Linked DNA regions of Columba livia: region 1 is linked to region 2. Evidence: chromatin contacts called from public Hi-C data. All regions are on one chromosome and are shown on one strand. Each heading gives the region's core, a stretch centred on a gene start, on an enhancer-like site or on the middle of the called end of the contact. The rest is flanking DNA. Distances are from core to core; before and after follow the strand shown. Region 1 overlaps MAML1 (mastermind like transcriptional coactivator 1). Region 2 holds the start of MGAT4B (alpha-1,3-mannosyl-glycoprotein 4-beta-N-acetylglucosaminyltransferase B).

Region 1 (7,344 bases), core at 4,234-6,733, 78 kb before region 2:
TTCATCTCCACTCCTTGTTTTATGATGTGGTCTTGTGGAAGGAGACCTACTCCATGTTTCTTGCTGGTTTTTTCCCCACCTGAGAGCAGTTGTTGTGTAGAGGGCTTGCTTTGTCTAGGGCTGCTGCAAAACCACAAAATGGTATTTCTGGAATGGGCAGACAAGGTCTGGTCGGTGGCCTGTCCTGGGAATGCTTTGTGTTAAAGCTGAAGAGCAGACCAGCATTTGTTTGGGAATGATAGCAGTTTTTACATTAATAATGGCTAAGTGCTAACTTAAGCAAAGGCACCAAGTAAAAATTCTAAAAATAAGCTTAATTATTAAGAAAGAAATGCAATGTTTCTTGGCTGAAAAGACCTAGAGTAATAAATTAAAGGCAATAGATCGCTTGGATTGTACTGACAAGCATTAATAGCATTCCACCAACAAAGATCAGGCTGGTACACTAACAATTCGGAAGACCTCATTTTTGTGTAGGCTGTGGTATAGGGGTGTTAAATTGTGAAATTATGTTTTACCACAGAAATAGCAAATTATTTCCACATTATTTATACATAACTATAGTGCAGTGTAGTCTTTGCCACCATTGTTTGTTTTTGCTGACAAGTCTGATAGTTTGTTGCCCAACAACTCAGACAGGTTTTTCTCTGTCTCCTTTTAATTCGATGTGAGGTATTGTTCTATCTTTGAAACATTTCCCATACTAGATTAGTTAGATATGCAGTGATGCTTCCTAAATTCTGAGCATCTGGGGGCGACTGATCCGCCGCTGTTCAAGTTCAAGTGAGGTGCGGGATCCGGCGCTGCAGCTGAAGGCACAGCAGGTTTTTTTGATGCAGCAGAACAATTCCTGTAGCAGAAGCTGCCCCTTGTGACTAATGCAGGCTCGGGATATTTATAGACCTGTGTATCCACAGCCCTTCTTCACTCCAGCAGGCAGTCACCCAAATACAAAAGTCTGCTGGAATTAAAGTCAAAATTAAAATTAGTCCAGCAGTTTGGTTCTGACAACATGGTGGAATGCAGGAACAGATTGGGTAATAAAATGCTTTCCTTGCAGGGGGGTGCAGCTTTGGAAGCTGTGGGTAGATGCACAGTAAATGGGGAGTTCTTAGCATGTCGTGTAGTCAAAATGTAATGTTTTCTCCCCAAAATTCATGCACTGCTGTTAACGATATTTGCATTGTTGTTCCAGCTTAAGAGGTTTTCATCTTCGTTGCTCCTGTTCTTGGCCAGGCAAGAGAGGGCAGTCTGTGTCTGTAGAGGCCCTGCTGTAAGCTCTGGTTCATGGGATCTTCTCTCTGCCGCTATCCTACTGCTGCCATGGCAGAAAAATGGATATATTCTATTTTGGTTTCCCCTTCTAGGTGAGAATGCTGGTATGTAGCGACGAGGCACATCGGAACTAGATTTTTATGATGTTTCTAGAGTAACATAGCATTTATTCTTTGAAAATTACCAGTGTTATAATCCTCCTGCTGGTATTTCATGACAAATCTTTGTAGACATAACTTAATTCTGAGACTGAAGTGGTAAACTGATTCCAAATAAAATACAAAAAATTATAGCTCTATTGAATCCTGTAAGGATATTTTAATCTCTGTAATGGATGTTTTAAAAAACCTAAATGTTATATGGACCCAAAAGGTGCAGTATAGGAACCAGGGTTTTTTTTTTAAAAATTTTGTTTCTGTCATGTTCACTAGGTATTTTTCAGAAAAAAATCAATTTGCATGCAGTTTCTATTTTACGTATATATATCTATATATTTTTACTGTCTTCAGTTACAGGACTCAAAGTATAACAGCTTAATGGATTTTTACACAAGTAGTTTGGTTCACTGTCCTCAATTTAAAAATTCTGCATTGTGAAGGGTTTCTCGCTTTCAAGCGAACAATGTAAACTGAACTTTCATGCTTGCTAAGTTCTGATGCATTGAAATGTCATTGGTTTCAGATTGTTATCTAAAACTAGTTTCAGGTATTGAGTGTTTCACACTGTTTTGACTTCTGGAATCACAGAATGGTTGAGGTTGGAAAGGACCTCTGGAGATCATCTGGTCCAACCCACCTGCTGAAGCAGGTTCACCAGGGCAGATCACACAGGAATGTGTCCAGGGGGGAATAATATCTTTATTTTTAAAGAAACAAACAAAACCCCATAACTAAAACAAACCAACCATCCAAAAAAACCCACAACACCAACCAACCAAAAAAAAAATCAAACGCACTTTGTGCTGCTGTTTTGCTCAGCGGTTCATGCCCCTTTCCCAAGGCAGTGAGAGAACGCTGCACTGGACTCTGAAGTTCTGGACTCTGCCAGTGCTAACAGAAGAGCTGGAGATGAAGGTTTAGAGCTTTTCCCATTTCTTGTGAGGCTCATGGCAGTTTGTGGACAGCTTTCCTGGAGCTCCCCAGCTGCCCTTGCAGTACAAACTCAATGTGGCTGAGCATCGGGGTGGTAAAACTGCTGGGTTTAAGATGGAGACAGAACATAGCTTATCAAAATTGTGTTGCCCATCTTCTGATGGAAGTGTTGTTGTTTGGCTGGGCATGTGTCCATCCCTGGCACTGTGGTTCTCTGTCCTAGTCAGGTACGGCGTGGATGTCCTGGAGGTTATATGGTCAGAGGCTGCTGGTGTCGGGCGTCTCTTGTGCTGGGTGACACCAGGGGTTTGTGTTTGTGTTCCTCACGTGAGGAACCCACAGTTAGGGCCTGACTTGCATGTGCACTCCTGCCATACCAAGTGTCTTTAGTATCTTTACTACTGTTTTGCTGGTGTGAATAAAATGCAGCTCTGATGTGATGTGGAGAAGGCACAGCCTGTGGCCCTTTCAGAAACTCCATATCCCATCGTGGGCCGAGGGGCCGAGGCTTGTGTGCATCCCCTGCTGTGCACTGTTCTCTGCACAGAGAGCTTAAGTACTTTGGATAAATGCTTTTGGGGTAATAGTTTTAGGCCAAGCTAAAGAGATCTTGGAGGTCTATCTGTTGTTAAGAAGTTGAGTAGGCTGGAAAATTGGGAATACATTTCTGTATCTGATCTGGTGACAATGGAAATGGTTCATTCCTGCGTTACAAATAAAATTGCTTGATTCTGCTAAGAAAACCAGGGACAGCATAGCAGAGGGCCACTGTGCCTTACAGGGTGATAGTGGACAATAAAACTAAAGCTGAAGGGATTTTCCTAGTGAGTAGAAAGCTATGATTTACTTTTGTCAGCATTTCTTCTCTTTTATTTTTTTGAGTTTTGGCAGAAGAGAGCAGGTTTTTCTTGCCTTGAGAACTCTGTTGGAGCAGCTTGATACGTAGATAGCTTGTAGTCTGACTTGTGTCTCACATAGTCCTTGTTGCTTTTTTTTCCCTAAACCCAGATTATTTGGCTGGATACAGACAAATAGGGCAAGAACTGAATATTTCCTTTTTCTGTTATGAAATCAAGATCTGAGATAATATGTAAGAAATGCATATAAGAAAAGAAATTCACAAGAGAAAGTTGCACTATTTGAAGAGTAGTTGTATGAATGTATTTGGTGTGAGAATTTCAGGCTCTGTTACTCAAAATTGAATATGAATAAATAAAAGGTATCAGAATGTATGTGTAATGGCAGAGGAGAAGGAACCCGTAACTTTTGGTTCCCACATATTTTTGTAACACTGTCTTTTCCAGAGAGAAGAAAGAAGGTAGAATATGGTTACTAAGTTAGTTTTAAGCTGGTTATATGTAGATAGTGTATATGTAGATAGTGTAACTACAGTGTAGACTTACTGCAATAAGTCGTGTTAATGTGAAAAGTGAACTAGGATGCAAGTGCATTTGGTGAATAGTTTCTAAAATTCAGAAATTAAGTGTCCTGGTTACAAACTGGGTTCAATCTTTTCTGGTGAGGGTAGAAGACAAGCAGATTTTCTTCTCTCTTACGTGTCTATTGGCTATTACGTGTACATGTAGGATATGTTTCAAATAATCTTAGATGTAGCTGAGGTGAAGCAAGGCTGGAAGCAGTCACCCTCAAATTTTAGTTCATTCCTGAGTTTATTTAAGTTACTTTTTATTTAATATCCCTTTCTGACAAAGGAATGTAGATTTAGGTGAAAGGAGGACTTTGTCTAGAGTAACTGAAGTCAAGATATCACCAAGAATCAGATATCTGAGCATTATGACTGTTAAAACTCATATACATATGAAAGCACCTACATGTTTTTATTGAGGGAAGGAGCCTATGATGAATATTAGAGGTCTGTGTCTCTTTCTAGACTACAGTACATGTAGTTTATAAGCACGGATGATTTAATTTTAGGTTAGTTGTATACATTGCAAATGTGGAGTACAGCAGCAAAGACCTTAGCACGTAACAACTTTTGCAATATATGTCCAGCAACCAAGGTGGGTTCTGCAGCCTGTGAAGAGCTGTGTGCAATTATCACTATAAAGCCACCAAAATCCTCATTGCCTTGAGTTGTCTATAAGAATGATAATTATATCAATGACCAGAATGGGCATACATTTGTTTTTAATATAGAAATTGGAAATAATATGTTCAGTATACAAAACCAAATTATTACTTTTGTCAGTTTTCAGGGGGTGTGTTTTCCCCTAATGATTTAGAATTAAGGATGATCCATTCCCAAACTTCGAGTGATTGACTCATCATATGACCTTGAGCAGGTTACTCATCCACCTTCAGCTTCAGTTTTCCCAGTTGGAGAATTATGTAAACAATGGGAAACGTGGCTGAAAGGCAGATGTTGGGATTAAGTTAAAGCTTTCTGGTGTTAGTTTTGCCTTTTTACATAACAAGGAAAATTTCATAGGTGTTTTTTTCAAGTCAGTATTTGAAAAATTCACTCTAGATCTGCTACTTCAAGCTGTAGACGTGATATTCAGATGAAGAGAGCTCAAGTTTCAGTCTCTACTCCAGATGTACCTCATCTCATCTTAGCAGGTCTTCTGCTACTCTCACTACTCTGCTACTATATTCATGAACCATCTGGAAGATCATAGTTTCCTGGGAAGCTACAGTCTGTCCCTCAGATATACATATGATTTTGCTGCTACCTATGAAAGCGTTAAACAAATAGTGGTTTGTTGGTTTTTTTTTCTGAAGGTCAGCTAACTGTAGACTGTTTAAAAAAAATTACAACAATTAACTGTGAACGAGTCCTTCCATCATTAAATCAAAGAATGCTGTTGCCCAGGCAAGCGCTGTGAAATTCTTCTGATAATTTATGCTGGCTCTACACACAACCTCTTGCTTGAGCACTGAGATCTTGAGGTTTCCCCTGTTTGTTCTTGGATGAGACAGCTTTCCCCTAGGGTGAGTGGACTTGCATCGTGGAGACTGCAAGTAATATTAAAATAAGCATACTTGTCGTGAGGGTTGTTTAACGAGCTGCTTCTCTGCCATCTGAGCGTGCTGTGGGGTGAATCAGGCTGCAGCTGGGCAGCTGTTTGTGGGGCTTCTCCTCGTGTGTCCTGCTGGGACATACAAAGGGATGTGGGACAGGCCGGGAGCTGGCAGAGCTTTCCCTCTCCGAGCACACTGCTCCCTTTGGGCAGCCTCTCTGCCTGCCAGGGTTGGCTGTGGTGTGGTGCTTCCAGCACAAGCAAAGCACTACTGTTGTTTTTTACAGAATGCACCTGAGGGAAGGAAGAGTTTGTAGTCATCTTTGATGTGTGTGTAAATTCTGTTTTCAGATGTTCTTGACGTCACTGGAAAGAACTTTATACTTGAAAGCCTGCTGGCAGGAAAGAAGCTGAACAAAGCCTCTCGAACTCTGCTTGTTACTATTGCTGTACCCTCCGCTTGCTTCTAGGTGGCACTGTGAGAAAAAGAATATGTGCGTTCACTGGCCATGAGAAGCCAACTGTCGGGCTGGTTGGTGCTGTGCTGGTCACAGTGCAGAGAGGAGCAGCTGGTGAATACTCTGGGAGAAAGGAGCAAACTTCCTTTGCCGTGATAGAATTGACTGAACTCTGAATTGCGTTTTACATAAGCGTGAAACGGTGGTGGCCTAGTGACAAACGGGCTTTGCTTTAGTACCAAAAATGTGATAGTGTACAAAATGTGTATGTGTAGTTCTTTTCTAAAAATTATAATCACAAGAGGAATTGTTCTTTTTCTCTAAATATTTACATTTGAAACTGCTTTATAAAGCAGTGTTACAGAACAATTTTACCATGTGTACACGGGCAAAATAAAATACACGGTTTTATTCACATCCAAAGTTTGAATCTTAACATTCTTCAATGTTTTTGCATTTAGAACAGGAAAAATCGTAGTATGTTCTGGTTCACAGCAGCTTTTGGTTTTGGTTGAAGGATGGCTCTGTTTGGTGCAGTACATATTTTTGAAAGTCTGTCCTAACAGACTGTAGAAGGGAAGTCATCTCAAGTGATGACTTGTAAAGCAAATCTTATCAAAGCACAGATCTAACTGCTTTTTTTTTTCCTAAAATGCTTTAGTTAGTGGTAAACAGTGTTGTCACAAGAAATAAAAATCCTAATCTATGAAACATTAAACTAATCCTCTCTTTTTTTTGTTTTTGTTTTTTTTAGCAGCTCCATGAGACTGTGAAAAGAAAGCTCGATAGTGCCGCTTCCCCGCAGAACGGAGACCAGCAGAATGGCTACGGTGATGTCTTTTCTGTGTCCAAGAAACTGCGTCGTGATGATGGTCTTGGTGGAGTGAGTGGTTCTTCCAATGGAATGCCCCCTGTGTCTCCACTCCATCATCTCGACAAGAAATCTGGCAGCGGAGATACCTTACAGCTTAACGGAAAACATCCGATGGGGCTGGATGGCATCAGCAAGAAGTGTCTTCCAGATACCAACCTGCAGATGAATGGAGGTGGTGATGCCGATGACTCATTTCCTCTGAGTTTGAACAAAGAGCTGAAGCAGGAGCCTGTAGATGATCTTCCATGTATGATTGCTGGAGCAGGGGGTTCTATCTCGCAGAATAACTTGATGCCCGATCTTAATCTTAATGAGCAAGAGTGGAAAGAACTTATTGAGGAGCTTAATAGATCAGTGCCTGATGAAGACATGAAGGATCTCTTTAATGAAGACTTTGAAGAGAAGAAAGACGCAGATTCTTCAAATTCAGCTGCACAGACTCCGTTGCCACAAGATATTAACATAAAGACTGAGTTCTCCCCAGCACCCTTTGAACAGGAACAGATGGGATCTCCTCAGGTTAGATCCACTTCTTCAGGTCCAGCATTTATTGGTGCTCCTTCTGTACCTGTAAGTGCCGCTTCTCCAGCGGTTGGTAGTTCTCAGGCTATATTTCAGCCTTCCAGTCAATCAATGACTGAAAATCCTACTCAGCCCATGATGCA
Region 2 (7,382 bases), core at 1,864-4,363:
GCCTGTGCGAGGACAAGATCAGAATTCAAAACAAGCCTGACACTTTAGATTAAGCAGTCTGGAAAAAAAAAAAGGACACGGTTCAACAAGGCAAGCGTGAGGTAATGCAGTTTGGTAAGAATAATTAACCAGACAAATACAAGATGTGGAATGGAAAGCAGGAAAAGTTCTGGAGAGGAGTGGCTAAAGGGTCAATGAGAAAAAGTAACAACAACAACAACAACAACAAAAAACCCAAACCAAACCAACCAAACAACACAACCCCCCCCAAACAAACAAAAACCCCAACAACAACAAAACTGTGGTAAAAATAGAAAGCAAACACACTGGGATGTATAAACGGGATCATTATATGTAAAAGACCTGAAGTAATCCCTTATTCTTCAGTGCAAAAATAAGGCAGCAGCTTCAGTCCTGTATCACAGGTTAAGCATCAGTCCATGAAGGATGATGGTCCAGAAGAGAGTAACAATTGCAGAGCAAGAATACGTGACCTAAAAAGAATGATCAAAGGAACCAGCATGGTTCAATCGATACTGGCAAGGACTAAGGGGAGATATGGTAGTAACTTCCAAATATCTAACAGGCTCCTGCAAAGAAGCAAGGAAGGAACTTTTCTGCCTGCGCCAAATAAATGGAAAAAGAAAAGCAATCATGAAACCAAGCAGAAGGAAAAGACATTTTTGTTCAGATCATAAGAAAAATCTAACGGCAAGGCTGTTAAATGTCAAATAGATTGTGCAGGGAGCTCAGGCATCTCTGTCATTGGAGGTTTTTAAGAATGAATACAACAAACATCTGTCAGGAAGAGGTTGGTTATCACCGATCCTGCATAGGGGCAGGAGATGGACTGAATGACCTCTCAAGGTCTTCTCCAGCTCTGCACTGAATAACAGCCTGATACGTAAATGACCATAATAGCCGGAAACCTGCTGTGCTGACACAGCCCGAGTTACTTGTGACCTGGTGTAGCGACCGCTGTTTGCAAGTGACAATCTGTTGCTGCCAGAGGAAAACAAGCATCTCAGGAAGGGTCCTACCAAGAAGGACAGGGACAGTGGTACCCAAGGTTATTATTTTGGCACTTGAAGGAGCAATGTGGAAAAGCTACTAGTTAAAAATGAGACAAAGGACGACACAGTCCAGATGGTACAAACTACCTAGAGGGGTTTGCCACCCAGGAGTGCTTGACGGCTCAGAGCCCGTGCAGCACTACGTGCTGCTTTCACTTCATTTTACAGGAGGCAGCTGCGAGCAAAGCAACCACCCAGCAGTAACCACAAGAAAGCAGCTCCCCGAGCGCCCCTCTGCCCCTGCACCACTTATCACAGCCTGGCATTTCTGGCTGAAAGTGCACACAGCAACACTTGGTTGTGCAAATATTTTGTCCAGTTAAAAATCCAATGAGCAGAAGATAACTGACCCGCCAGTGATACCCCTGTGTTACAAATGCCTGTTATCCCAACCTCTGTGGGAGGCAGCTCTGCTGAGATTTAAACCATGTGAGCGGTATGACTGGAAAGCCCTTCAGCAGATGAATGAGGCAGAAGAGCCCAGGCAGCTGCCTTCCAGGCACCTGCAGCTGACAGGAGATGACACATCCCAGGTGCTCTCACCCCGCTGCCAGGGAAGGGGTGGCTGGGCTGGACAGGCACCTACACGGGCTCATGCCATCCTGCCCATCGGAGCCAATAAACCTTCCTCCGGTGCTGGCCCACCCGACACCAGCCTTGCACCACACACAGGTTGCACCTTGTGACCGTGCGTGGTGTGCCGAGGGATTGCAAAACCATCAATCAGGTCACGTCTTACACTCAGCAAAAGCTGCTTCTCACCTGTAGCAGGGAGAGATGCTTGCATAGCAAGTGGGAAGAAAGGGCTGGACGGCTGGACCACCCGCCTTTAACGATTTATAAAATTGCAAGAACTGGAAGAGCTGAGCGACTAGCACAAGTGCGAGAGGTAGCGCACCCATACATGAGACAGATACACAATTCAGAAGCAACTAGCAGAATTGTCCTTCAGGCCAGAATAAATCCTACACGCTGCTTTACTGAACAACAGGATGGGGAAAAGCAACTATTATGTTGTCAGGAAAAGCCAGCAGCGAGCAACTCTGCGGTATCTCTGTGGGATTCCCCTGCAGCACTGGTGGGATGGGGCCCTGCACCCCTGCTTTGGTACAAAACCAGCACCGATATTTGAGTGCTGAAGCCAGCAGCCCTCACACCCGTCCTACACGCTCTTAAGTTACAGGTCTCAGCATCGAGCCACAAGAGCCGCGCATGGTGCAGGGAGGGCAGGGCTGCTGCTATTTCCCCTCACCTCTAGTTTGCCCTGAGACCCTCCAGCCCAGCGGTTCCCCCGATTGCTGGCATCACCACCTCCGCACGAGGATTTAACCTGCGTGGTTCCCATCGCCCACGAAGATTTTCACCATAAACTTGGGGGTGCAAAGAAGTGCATCCCCAAAGCGAAGCCCAACGCAATCCGGCCAAGACACCAACGCGCCCACCAGTCCACAGCCCCCCCATCCTCCGTGGGCGCCCAAGGCCACAGCGTGCCCCGGAGACGTGCAGGGACCCCCGGTCCCTCCTGCCTTGCTGGGCATGGGCACGCCCGCACCGGGCGTTCCACGGGTCACGGTCCCACGGAGGCTGGGGCCGGCCTGGGGCGCACAGGATCCCGCCAGGTCCCGATCGTAGAGGATGCCCCGGGTTCCGCAGGATTCCCCCAGCTCCGGATCGCACCGGACGCCCGGGGTTCAGCCGGGCCCGGCTCCCGGAGTCTCCCCCATCTCGACCCCTGGCGGCAGCGCTGCGGCCGTGCCCCAGGCCCCCCCGGCGGAGGCGGCCGAGCCTCCTTACCTTTGTGCCCGCCGAAGGCGCCGTACCAGGAGAGAGAGAGCAGGGCGCACAGGCAGCCGAGCAGCAGCGTGAGCGCCGTGCCGCTGCGGAGCCTCATCGCCTCCTCGCCGGCGGGGGCGGCCGCATGTCCCGGGCGCGGCGCGGCCTCAGCGGCCCCGGGGGCCCCGGTGAGCGCGGAACGGGACGGAACGGGGCGCACCCCCCGCCCGCAGAGAGCGCCCGCGCCGGGCCGGGCCGCGCCGGGCGGGCGGGCGGGGCCAAAGGGGCGGGGCCAAAGGGGCGTTGCCGCGGGGGCGGGACCAAAGGGTGTTTCTGAGGGGGCGGGGCCAAGGGCGGGGCGGCAGCGGGCGGAGGGCGCCCCCGTGCGGGGCACCGCGGGGCCGCGGCGGGCCGGGGGAGTGAGAGAGTGCGTGCGTGCGTGCGCGCGTGTGTGTGAGTGTGTGTGTGTGAGTGTGTGCGTGTGTGTGTGCGCGCGCGCGCGTGTGTACGCGCATTCATGAGTTACATATATAAACGTAGATACGTATATACTTGGTTCGTCCATATATATGTATACACACCTACCTGTGCACATAAATACATCCATACAAAGATACATACACAGCTATGGGTGCCTGCAGGGTCTATGCATGTGTGTATGTCTGTGTGCGCATGCCTGGGTCTATATGTCTCTGTGCATGTGTCTGTCTGGGTCCATATGTCTCTGTGTGTATGTGTGTGCCTTGTTCCATACATCTGCGTGTGGGTGTGTGCACATGCATCTGTATATGTGCATGGGGCTGTGCACATCTCTGGGCATGGGGCTGTGCGCGTTGACCCTCACACGCAGGGTGTGCACGGCCCTGTGTGTTGGCATCTCTCTGCGATGGGATGTATGGAAATGACTCCCATCACCTGGGGTGTGCATGGGTGCCTATGGATGGAGGTGTGTGCTCAGCCCCTGTAGAATCATGAAATCATTTAGGTTGCAAAAGACATTTAAGATCATCAAGTCCAACCATTAACCCAACACTGACAAGTCCATCACTAAACCACATCCACAAGAACCCCATCTACACATCCATTCAACCCCTCCAGGGATGGTGACTCCACCGCTTCCCTTGGCAGCCTGTTCCAATGCCTGACAACCCTTTCAGTGAAGAAGTTGTTCCCATTATCCAATCTAAACCTCCCTTGGTGCAACTCGAGGCCATTTCCTCTCATCCTGTCGCTTTCTACTCAGGAGGAGAGACGGAATTCCCCCCCTGCTACAACCTCCTTTTAGGCAGTTGTATAGAGCGAAAAGGTCTCCCCTCAACTCCTGTTCTCCAGGCACAAGGCTGACCCCATGGCCCTGCATACAGGGGTGTGCACAGCTGGTGGGGGTGTGTGCACAGCTGGTGGGGGTGTGCAGCACAAGGTTGGGGTGCAGCAGCCCCCATAACCACACAGTGCGTATTTGCTGCCATTTCTGCAGTAGCAGAAATGGTTAAGGGAATGGTTAAGGAAACAGTATTTAATGTCTACTGAGAGAAAATCAATGCCAGATGAATATCGCAAATGGAAGCTGCCATCTGGAAGGACATCATCACTTCTCCAAAGGACCTGGCATTCAGGGGTTACAGCCTCAAGCAGCTTGGCCGGATGAAGGACAGAAGAAATCAGATTTTAAAATTATTTTGCTCATGTTTTTTCCTGTTAATGGCTCCAGATTTATTTCATTATAGACCACAAGGAGCTGTACAGCGAGGCTGGGTTTGAAAGGCTGAATTTATGTGCCTCTGTTGCCTGAACTTACTTCTGCAGTTGTTTGTGAGGTCAAACAGGAGGTGGCAACTCATGTGCTCCATACACGGGTACATAATTTCTCCAGCTAGTCATCATCATCCATTCCCCTGACCTCTTTCAGTAAGTAAATATTTCTCAGACGTGTAAATATTGTAGCACTGGCTTCCAGAGATCAAAGTCTGTTGTCTGAAATGTTTGGGTCAATTAGAGAGTGCCTGTGCCAGAGGCAGGAGTAGCGATGCAGGCACTTGGTGATGCTTGGCCACAGCCTTAGGGCTGGACCGGGCATCATGCAGGGATGTGCTGGGCTCTGTGGGGACATCTCCTCCAGGCAGGGCTCCAGCAGACACAGGAATCCTCCTGAAACAGGGAAAACCAGCAAAGGGCTCCTCAGGCTTTTGCTCCTTTTCCTTCTGGAGAGGTGAGCAGTGAAGGGGTGCTCTGGGTGATACATGTGCCTTGCTGAAAGACACATGTACATGGAAAAGCAAGGATTGCCCATTTCTGCAGGAGGTGCTCTTGACCGTACTCTTCTCTAGTTAATAAATTGATCCACATTTTTCGAATCTTGAAAAGGCCTCTCCCAGTGTTGAGAACGTCTGGGAAGGAAATCGGCAGAGGGAGCCCTTTGGATGGCACCGAAAGTTTCTGTGTCCCCTGTGTGAAGCCAGTGAGGAGATGTGGGGCCCCAGCACAGACTGTTGCTCACACTGACTAGGTAAATGCGTTGAACGTTACTCTTGGGAATATTGAAATGCGTTGCATCCCTGACTGTGGAAATGCATTGAACGTCACTCTTGGGAATACTGAAAACAAAACAAGGGAGGCTGGATCTGTGCTTCCTCACCTGGATTTTGCAAGGCACTGCCCAAGAGACCATCTCCTGCAGATCGTGAGCCAGCAGCACGGCCCATGTCTCAGAGCAGTCGAGCCCTGGGGGGTGTGATTGGCTCCGCAAAGAGCAGCCACGTCCCCAGGCTCAGACCCCCACCCAGCACACCCACCTGCACCTGCTCCTGGGCTGCAGGGAAAGCCTCAACCACACCACCAACAGCATTTCCACCATTAGAGCAGAGCAAACAAGCCCCAGAAGCTCTGTCCCACCCAGCATGCTTGCTTTCTCACTTTAAACCTACATGTTAAACCCAGGAGCCAGCCAACGGTTCACAGAAATTAATGGCAAAAACCTTCCAGAGACAGCAGCCAAGACCCGCCTGTGGGAAAAGCGTGTGAAATCCTACTGTCACTAAAGCGTTTACAGCAATAACGTGACATGTTTTAGTGCATCAGATGTTGGGTGTTTATTTTTGGATGTGCAAAACACTCCTACCGCTTGGGATACGCGGTGCATCTGCAGCAGAAAAGAACAGAATCACATTAATAATTTCTCCAAGACTATTAATTAGGCTCTTTCCCAAAGATAAAGCTTAATCTAATTTCTGCTGTTATGCTTTGTCTTAATAAAATTCTGAATAAATGAATGAGCTTTATGCTGTCCCCACATGACAAAAATGTTGGGCTCCCTTGGAAAAAGGAAGGGATGAAGCAAAATGACCAGTATTCACAGTTTTTATATCAGACCTGCAAAGTTCCCTTTTATTCTTGAAGTCACTCCCTCTTATCCCAGTTTTGGATTTTATTCTTTTTTTAAGAAGCAAGTTTTGAGCCTTGGTCCTTTTGCAGAGCAAAGTTCAAAATATGAGCTGCAGGGACTCAAAACACCAGCAGCAAATAAACAAAGAGAAGGCGGTTTCTAAGGGGATCTCATGATCTTTGAACAGCTGATGTTGGCAAGCCTGAGCACGCTGCAGAAATTAGGACCTTCCTCCCAAAGCACTCTGATAGTAATCCACAGGTCCTGAAGCTATTACAAAATTTAGAAAGGTAAAACATTTATTAGGTCTAGATACAAAATGTAATCCAGATTTATAGCTGATGTTATCAGGCTTCCTAAGGAGCTTGGCTCTGGAGTTTGGCCCATTTGTGAGTAGGTCAGGCTCCATCCTTCCCAGGCTGCATTAAACAAAGAGCTCTTGCTATTTTCTCATAAACCAAAGTAACTTCATTTTCTGTGTGTTTCACAGGCTGATGTGTTCAGACAACACCAGGGCTTGTTTCACGGCAGTACAAATGTTTCCAAATTCTCCTTAGCATGAGAGATGAATATCACAACAGGGCGCTTTGCCTTCCATGTGTTGACACCGTGATGCGTTAATTCAGGGCAAAAGCTGCAAGTCAGGTCCTCAAAGTAACACTCACCCCAGGCAATTAGTGTAGGTTGCAAAAAGTTGCTTCTCACCTTTGGGAACACAAAATCTTTACATATTTGCGTGGTACCCATAGTGTGCTTGTACTTTTTGCCTGTTCTCCACCTGTTTTCTCTATCGGTTCTGCTGTCTTAACGAAAAACCTGTCCCAGAGTTTTCTGCCATTGAAAGTTTCACATTGCGCCAATGAGCAATGGTGCTGAGCCTGTGTAAACACCTGACGTGGCAGAGCCAACCTTCAGGAAAACTCAGCCTCCAAAATGAGACAGCAAAACACTCTCAGCTTTCGCTTCTGCCTGCGCTGTGGCGGAAGGAGGGTTTCTGCACTGGGGGCGGTGAACAGCGATTGTGATGGGCTGGAGGAGGAGGAAACCCATCACGGGACCGGGCTGAGTCACCAACATCTGACCTGATGTGTCCCGAGGATCCTGCACCTCTCCAGAAGCCTCTGGAAGGAGCATGTGGCACCATGACAGCGTGT

What was found. A called contact is a pair of places that touch in the nucleus more often than the background predicts.
Region 1: a Hi-C map of liver shows a contact between it and region 2, with 2.6 times the contacts expected there. The contact joins the enhancer-like site here to the promoter of MGAT4B in region 2. A contact is called at or near these places in 2 of 2 Hi-C or Micro-C datasets (crop and liver).

What each region holds. Positions count from the first base shown.
Region 1 is chr14:7,608,355-7,615,698 of bColLiv1.pat.W.v2, reverse strand. MAML1 (mastermind like transcriptional coactivator 1) reads left to right here. Exons shown (of 5, transcript XM_065029806.1): 2 at 6,563-7,344. Among named protein-coding and RNA genes, the nearest start is that of MAML1, 7.4 kb to the left of the region's middle. Within about 2 kb of position 5,483, at least 2 of the 3 cell types and tissues checked have an H3K27ac peak away from gene starts, as active enhancers do.
Region 2 is chr14:7,527,784-7,535,165 of bColLiv1.pat.W.v2, reverse strand. MGAT4B (alpha-1,3-mannosyl-glycoprotein 4-beta-N-acetylglucosaminyltransferase B) reads right to left here and starts at 3,113. Exons shown (of 14, transcript XM_065029818.1): 1 at 2,868-3,113. The coding sequence starts at 2,964.